2 separate regions of the Mus musculus genome follow, and region 2 is linked to region 1. The links are chromatin contacts, called in public Micro-C maps. All regions are on one chromosome and are shown on one strand. Each heading gives the region's core, a stretch centred on a gene start, on an enhancer-like site or on the middle of the called end of the contact. The rest is flanking DNA. Distances are from core to core; before and after follow the strand shown.

Region 1 (3,820 bases), core at 692-3,191:
GCTCACCGTGCCTTATCTCTGCCATCTCACATCCAGCTCGTGGGAGCAGACTCAGCCCCTCCTCTGCCCCAGTCCCCACAGTAGTGCTGTGAAGCACACTGCTATAATTCTGAGTTGCTGAGTGTGCCTCAGGTACGGGCCTGATGCTACTCTGTGAAGACTTTTTTGTTTTTGTTTTTTGGGGTTTTTTTTGTTTTTGTTTTGTTTTTGTTTTTGTTAACTCTTGCTTTTCTTTTCACCAGACCATCAGACAAAAAATTTTAGACTTGCTGAACCCCTTGACAGGCCATCTTGGGGTCCAGCTGATAGCTGCGGTTGCCACCGTGTGGAACAGAAAGCAGGCACGGCGCCACAGCAAGACCAAGGTAGGATGAAGACGGAGAGGGCTGGCTACATGGGCTCAGTGCATGCGGTGCCTGCTGATCCCCACAGACTGTCCTCTAACCTCTGCACCCACACTCACAAGATAAAAAAATGGAAGAAGAAAGATAGAGGATAAATGTGAGGACAGGAAGCATCAACCTTGGGCCTCCACACCCATGCACACACTCACACCCACGCACACACTCACACAGACATGGAAGTACCTCCATGCACACCACGATCACATCAGACTTCCTTCTCGGGGGACAGCCACCGTGGAAGGCTATGTGTGTGCTGTCTTGCTTTTACCTTCTCCTGTCAGCCTTCAAGGAACTCTCTTCTTCTGGGCAGATGGTCCCCGTGGCAAACACGTCCCAGCACACCCTTGTCGACCTGGTCTGTGCTCTCAGCACCCTGCAGACAGACTCAGTGCTGCAGCTGGTGAAGGAGGTGGTGAAGAGGCCAGCGCAGATCAAAGGGGATGAGGTAAGGCGCCCTGGGGAGGGAAATATACCCTGGGGGATCCGCAGGCAGGTGCGTGGCAGGTGCGTGGCAGGCCTCCTTCCTGGTGCTTCTTCCAGGAAGAAGTGACCTGGTGGGAAAGAGAGAATTCTTTGGGTTGTAAGGAAGCCCTGTCGCTGTGTGTTCAGACTTTGGGCACTGCTGTTTCTTAGTGGGAGCTACCTGAGGTCAGCTTGCCTGTCCCTGATGGCTCACATCCTGCCTGATGCTCAACTCTTAGCACCTTCTAGAAAAAGGAAATGGCACCTGCCTTCAGGAGCACCACAGCTGTGGAGGTGCAGAAAGTAAACAAAGCCAGGCTCTTGCAGGGGCGCAGACCTGTGGAAGTTAGCAGGCTCCAGGGCAGGGGGAGGTGCTGGGTCCAGTTCCGATTTGGTTTTGATGACCAGCGAGGAAAGTGAGAGGTCACAGAGGAGGGGGGCTGTGAGGTCAGCTCAGGGGATCAGGCCAGCTGAGCTTGCTCTCTGTGTTAATGGAAGTTAGTTAGCCTGACCTCCCCACAAAGAAATAGAGATCAGCTTCCCTGTGGTCTGACTTCAAAGGGGGTGGCCATATGTCCCCAAGGCACACACTAGGGAGCCCAGCAGTCCTCAGCCCTTGTGAGAAAGTCAGGGACGGAGCTGGGTTGGAGACCACCAGGAATGAGTGTCCATTCTGTTGGCGACCTGAGCTTTCTCTGCATGCGCTTGCTGGAGCTTCAGAAACCGTCCTAGTGACACAGCCTGACCATGGGTGACTCAGAAACCATCCTAGTGACACAGCCTGACCATGGGTGACTCAGAAACCATCCTAGTGACACAGCCTGACCATGGGTGACTCAGAAACCATCCTAGTGACACAGCCTGACCATGGGTGACTCAGAAACCATCCTAGTGACACAGCCTGACCATGGGTGACTCAGAAACCATCCTAGTGACACAGCCTGACCATGGGTGACTCAGAAACCATCCTAGTGACACAGCCTGACCATGGGTGACTCAGAAACCATCCTAGTGACACAGCGTGACTGTTGGTGACTCAGAAACCATTCTAGTGACACAGCCTGCCCATGGGTGACTCAGAAACCATTCTAGTGACACAGCCTGACCATGGGTGACTCAGAAACTATCCTAGTGACACAGCCTGACCATTGGTGACTCAGGTTTCCTGTGTGTGAGAGAGAGGGGCTACAAGAGACTGCTGTGCTGACGGCCTAGCTCTTGCAGCACGAAGTCAGCAGTTGGCCACAGCGTGTTAAAAACAGTCAGAAGCCAGGCATAGTGGCGCACGCCTTTAATCCCAGCACTCGGAAGGCAGAGGCAGGCGGATTTCTGAGTTCGAGGCCAGCCTGGTCTACAAAGTGAGTTCCAGGACAGCCAGGACTGCACAGAGAAACCCTGTCTGGAAAAACCAAACAAAAAACAACAACAAAAAAAAAAAAAAACAGTCAGAAGACACAACTTATCCAGACCATCAGGGAAGGAAGAGATGGATTGCATGGACTGAAGCCAACAGCTTTAAAGTACAGCTGTCAATCTGCTCTGCTTGGAAGGAAACAAAGTAGTTTGTCTGGGCCAAATTTGAGTGACCATGGTCTGAGAAGACAAAGTGAAGTTATCCTGAGGTCCCACTGTGAAAAGGTTCCATGGTTGTATAGTTACAGGACAGAGGGAAGTCATGAAGCCATGTATTTACAGATTCAAAGGAGCTAGGGCTTGTCTGCTCCAGTTCAGATGTCATCTGTATGGAATTGCCAGCTGTGGGGCCGGAGACTTGAGTTCAAGGCTGGTGGGTCAGATCCAGCGGCTGACTTACTTACCTGCCTGTTATAGGAGCTAAAGCGAGCTCCAGGTGACGGCCTCCTTCTCAGCCTCTGTCCCTCCCTCTGAGGTGAGTCTTTAGTTCTCAGGGGCAGGAGCATGGAGTGGCAGGATTGAACTAGGGAACTCATGACAGGTCTGGCAAGATTCCACCTCACCATCTAAGAGTCCTTATCAAGACCACCTTTAGTCATGCACACGAACTGTACACATATGGACTGCACACACATGGACTACACATATATGAACTCAGAGTCACAGTAAAGAGACTTGAGAGGCGATTAGAGAATCAGCCTTGAGGCACAAGGTCCAAGGACACAGACAGCTCCCTTCCACATTTGTTGGAGCTCTGTTGGTTGATTGTCAACCTTCACCTGTCGCTGTACCTAGACCTTAAAGTAGGCGGGCCAGGAAGTGGGACTAGGAAATAGCCCTTCCTGGGGGCCCTTGTCAGGCTAGCTCTACTTCCTTAGATGCCAGGGCTGCGCCCTGGAGACAGCACATGCACAGTACAACCAGTGGGCCTCTTTAGGTTGTGTTTTTCAAGTTACTAGAAAGTCCATAGAAAGCTGTAACTTCTTATTTAGAGGGTGTGAAAAGGGAACCAGATTCTATCCATCTGATTGAAGATTGGTATTTCTCTGGTTATTTTAGTTGAACTTCTATAAATAGCTTCCTAAGAGGAAAAGTTTATTTGGGTGTTTTTTTGTTTTTTTTTTTTCCTCCTGTAACTCCAGCTGGTCAGGACTTAAGGAACTCTGATCTAGGCAGGGCACGCTCCTCCACTAAGGACTAGACCCTTGTTTTGCCAAGAGGCCATTCTGTGCGCTTATGAAGATCCACATTCTTCCTGGTCCGCAAGTTGGGACCTCACAGATATGGTTGTCCAGGTATATGCTAGTGTTGCTAGTGCGTGTTTACACAAGAGTCTTTGGCTCAAACTTATGTCACGTAACCACAGTTCCTGTCAGAAGAGACAGACAACTCGAGGAAGGGAAGACATATGTATCTGCTAATGGCTTCTGAGGCTCTGTCCATTGGCAGGGCCACTCAGCCCATGGTAGCAGCAGGAGCATGTATGGAGACTGTTCATGTCACAGCAGACCAGGAAGAGACCAGGTAGGCCTATCCAGGGG
Region 2 (4,136 bases), core at 725-3,224, 200 kb after region 1:
CACACACACACACACACACACCTCTTCCCACCTTGAGATGAGGTAAAACTGAGCTAACATGGCTGAAAGTGGGCTCTGAAAAGCAGAAGGTCACCCAGCTCTGTCACCTCCTTCCTCATGTTTTTCTAAGTTTTGGGTCAGTTCCTATAATGGGTAGCAGCATGGGATGCTGAGGGCTATCCACTTTTTACTAGGTGAGGAAACTGAATTACCCAATTACTGAATTTCCCACACCTGCAGCCAGGGTCCTCTGTCAGCTAGGTTTTCATTTGGGGACCCAGAGAGTGACACTCGAGATCTTAGGAGTCCTGTAAGCTCTTGGCTCCCCTAAGCCCGGGTTTCCATTTACCAGAGAGCTGGCAGGGATGCCATGCAGGAATCAGGAGGCTCACCCTGCACCTTCACCAGGTCCTCAGTCTGCTCTTGCCTAGCCTTTCCTAAGGTGGACATTTCTGGGGACAGTCTCTGCATCAGAGACCCAAGTCTGAGCTGACAGGGACCCCCACCCTGTGAACGGAGCCTCTCGGACGTCTCCAACTCTCCCACAGCGTGGATTCTGGGTGTCCTTGACGTTTTTCCTCTGCGATCCCCCTGTTACACACACCCCCCCGAGGGTCTCCAGAGGGAAACCTCTCTTGGGCTAAACAGTGAATTTGAGGCTAAGGAGAATTCAAACTTTCCTGCTCCGGCCACAGGCAGGCAGTCCCTCCCTAAAGCAAACCACACTCTCGCAAGCCCACTGAGCCTAAAAGAGATGTCTCCGTGTTTTACTCTATGTGTACTTCAGCATGAATCTTACTCCTTCCTTGAGGCAGGACTGCAAATCAACTTTATATGGGCTGGGACAGCTGGGAGAGATAGGCAGAGATCTGATTGATAAACGGTGACAGGAGCCCAACTGTAAGGACCAGCCAGAGCAGCGATTAGCCCAGTAGGTTTACTAATCACTGAAAGGAACGCAGTTACAAACCCACAATGCCCTGGCCACTTCGGTGGGTGCCAGTTGCCTTTGCTTGCTAAAGGGACTGTAAATACAGGTCGGCGCCGTGGTGTTTGTGGGTAGACACAGAACGGCTTGCAGGGCTCTTGGTAATTGAAAACTATTGGGTCTTCAGCTCTGGACCAGAGCAGGGGACTCTGGTGGGGGTGGGGGCGGGGGCTGGGATAGGGGCATTACAGACAGAAACCCACAGAGAGAGATAGAGGAAGGGGGAGAAGAGGGAGGCTGGAAGGGGCCGGGGAGGGAGAGAAGGGGGTATGGGTAGAGGAAGGGGAGGGGCTGTGGGCGGAGAGAGGAAGGGGAGGAGTTTCTTTGTTCCTCCACTTAAGTCAGTGGTGTCCTCATGAGTTCTAGCAAGAGTGCTTTTGTTTGTGGATTTTTTGTTGTTGTTTGTTTGTTTTCGAAACAGGGTTTCTTTGTGCAGTCCTGGCTGTCCTGGAACTCCCTCTGTAGACCAGGCTGGCCTCGAACTCAGAAATCTGCCTGCCTCCACCTCACAAGTGCTGGGATTAAAGGTGTGTGTTACCACTGCCCGGCTGCAGGAGTGTTTTTAAAGAGTTTTGGAATCTCAGGTGTGAGCGAGCCGCAGTAAGGGTCTGAGTTGGGTTTGGTTTGGTCTTTTGGGGGGTTACTAGTTAAAGACCATCCTTCACATACATCATCAGGCGTGTGTCCAGACACTGGAGTCCATCCTTGCAACGTTTTTTGAAGACAAGGACTCCCCTCGCCCCTGCAGAAGATCACAGACGACCATCAAAGGACCTCCCAGTATCTCAGTGCTCAGCAAAAGGAGTTTGCTCTCTCTGGATCGGCATCTTGTGCGTCCACTTCCTCAGGTGCCTGAGCTCTGAGGATCTGAACGGTTGAAGACTCATTTCTTCCTTATTGAAATACTTGGCAGGGGGGAGGGTGTCCCTTTCCACAGCCCCTAGTATAACTTCTATGTCAAAAGGAAGTTCCATATTAAAGTCCAGGACTCTGTGGTACGTTTTAACTGAAATAAGCTGATAACGACCCCCCCCCCCACCGCCATACACACACTCTGATGTGTTTATAAAAAGATAAAGAGAGAAGGATGTGTGGTGAGGTATGGGAGAAGGGATGCCTCGGTGGGCCCATGCTGAGGCATCCCTTCTCCCGGAGGGACCAGCCACACGATTGTATAGTGTAGAATAGTTTATTCAGGGCATGGGGAAGGAAGTTAAGAGGGTAGTAGAAGCAGAAAGAGAGAGAGAGAGAGAGAGAGAGAGAGAGAGAGAGAGAGAGAGAGAGAGAGGAAGAAGAAGGAGGAGGAGGAGGGGGAGGGGGAGAGAGGAGAGGTGGCCGGCCATGAGCACGTGGAGAGAGAGCGGGAAGAGAATGGGGAGAGAGGAGGGAAGGGAAAAAGCAAGGGAGCAAGAGAGAAACAAGAGAGGGCAAGAGAGCAAGGAGCGGGCAAGCAGCCCCTTTCATAGTAGGTCAGGCCTACCTGGCTGTTGCTGTGGGGCGGAGCATACCTGGCTGTTGCCAAGTAACTGTGGGGTGGAGCTTAGACAGAATGCTAACACACAGCCACCTAGTTAAAATGCTCATGATCTGGAATCTGTAGTGTTAAAAACCAGGATTAGGATTGCTTGTGCTGAAACAGCCCCGGAGGCCCACTGAGGCTGGGTGAGGGGCATGCCTGTTTTGGAACATGGACCTCATCAAGAAAGGATGGTCTTCCCACGTGGTCTTCAGACCCTCCGTAAGCATGAGTCGAGTCAGTGGGCTGATCCCACGCAGGGTCCTCTGGACAGCTTCGTCCAGGAAACAGATTGCAGCCTGGGACTTTGTAACACTTCCGAGGTCGTGGACTCTCAGACTACTCTGGTTCATTCTGGGATTGAAGCGGATCTTAGGGAGCCTGCATGAGGCAGGACGTCACCTCTGCACTCTGCTGAGCTACTTTTCCTGAACAGCGCGCCGAATACTCAGTGCCATTTAAGGAAATCGATTCCGTGGTCCCGTTCCAGAGACTGATTCAACAAGTGCAGATTCTAGGCACCAGGGCAATTGCCCATATAATTTCCTCCAGGGCTTATAGCTGTGGGCTTAAATTATTTATTATTTAGTGTATATGGGTATTTTTGCCTGCAGATGTGTTTGTGTACATGCGCATGCAGTGCCTGCGGAAGCCAGAAGAGGGCGTTGAATCTTCCTGGGACAGTAGTTACAGGCTGTTGTGCGCTGCCGCGTGGTGCCAAGGATTGAATTCTGGTCCTTTGCAGATACAGCGCATGCTCCTAACCTGCGAGTCTTTGCTCTGGCCCCTTGTTTATTTATCGTCATAAGTCATGGTGCTTCTAAGTAAATACATTCTGTCTTGAGGCTGACTGGAGGAATCTCCGGTTCAAATCCATCCTGAGCAGAAAGGTTCACAGCACATCCTGTTCACTTCCAGTCACTGGCTTTGCCGCCCTCTGCCTCTGTTGGAGCCTCACTCAGCACAGGCATGATCTCTGCTGTGAAAATCCAAAGATTGTGCAAACGTGGACCTTTTAATCCAAAATTCAGACACACAAGAATAGCAATTGAGGGCAATGAACCGCCATACGTGTTGCAGGATATTTGATCATACTATGAACCCTGAGACTGAAAAAAGCTGTTTACTGAAAAAAAATCTGTTGTTAGTTGTGGTGTGGCTCAGCCCTTAGCACACACCTTTAATCCATCTGGCTGGAAAACAGGCACACACTTAATACACATCTTTAATCCCAAACAATGAAGGTAAAGTTAGTTTGTAGAAGGAAGCACCTGTGTTTGAAAGTGATGTCTAATTGAGTGGCAGACAAAGTGACGAATCAGAGAAAGATTTGACAGAATAGAATCTGCACAACTCTCAGAGAGGAAAGGGAAGCTACTTAAGAGATCAGTGCAGAGGAAGGAGGTGGTTTTACCAGGACGGTTTTACAGAGATAGGTTGAGGAGAGAACAAGGTAGACAAAGGTAAAGAAAGAATGAGCCAGAGAATGAGAAGGAGCGGGAAGATTAGAACAGATTGACAGTTAGTTTGAGGCCAGGCAGAGCAAAAACTCAGAGGCTGAGAGAGAAGCTGGATTGAGTCAGTTATCCTGAAGAGGAGTTTTTTGCCAGACAGCTGATTTGAACCAGCTAA

The links. A called contact is a pair of places that touch in the nucleus more often than the background predicts.
Region 2: a Micro-C map of the G1E-ER4 cell line shows a contact between it and region 1, with 3 times the contacts expected there. The contact joins two enhancer-like sites. A contact is called at or near these places in 1 of 484 Hi-C or Micro-C datasets (the G1E-ER4 cell line) and 3 of 9 other capture datasets (adipose tissue, liver and pancreatic islet).

The regions. Positions count from the first base shown.
Region 1 is chr16:93,776,645-93,780,464 of GRCm38.p6, forward strand. Dop1b (DOP1 leucine zipper like protein B) reads left to right here. Exons shown (of 37, transcript NM_027293.1): 22 at 243-365; 23 at 715-849. Among named protein-coding and RNA genes, the nearest start is that of 2310043M15Rik, 16 kb to the right of the region's middle. Within about 2 kb of position 1,942, at least 82 of the 459 cell types and tissues checked have an H3K27ac peak or open chromatin away from gene starts, as enhancers often do. A contact at or near this core is called in the G1E-ER4 cell line, where this site is marked.
Region 2 is chr16:93,972,462-93,976,597 of GRCm38.p6, forward strand. It overlaps a transcript of Cldn14 not described here. Among named protein-coding and RNA genes, the nearest start is that of 2410003I16Rik, 36 kb to the right of the region's middle. Within about 2 kb of position 1,975, at least 68 of the 459 cell types and tissues checked have an H3K27ac peak or open chromatin away from gene starts, as enhancers often do. A contact at or near this core is called in the G1E-ER4 cell line, where this site is marked.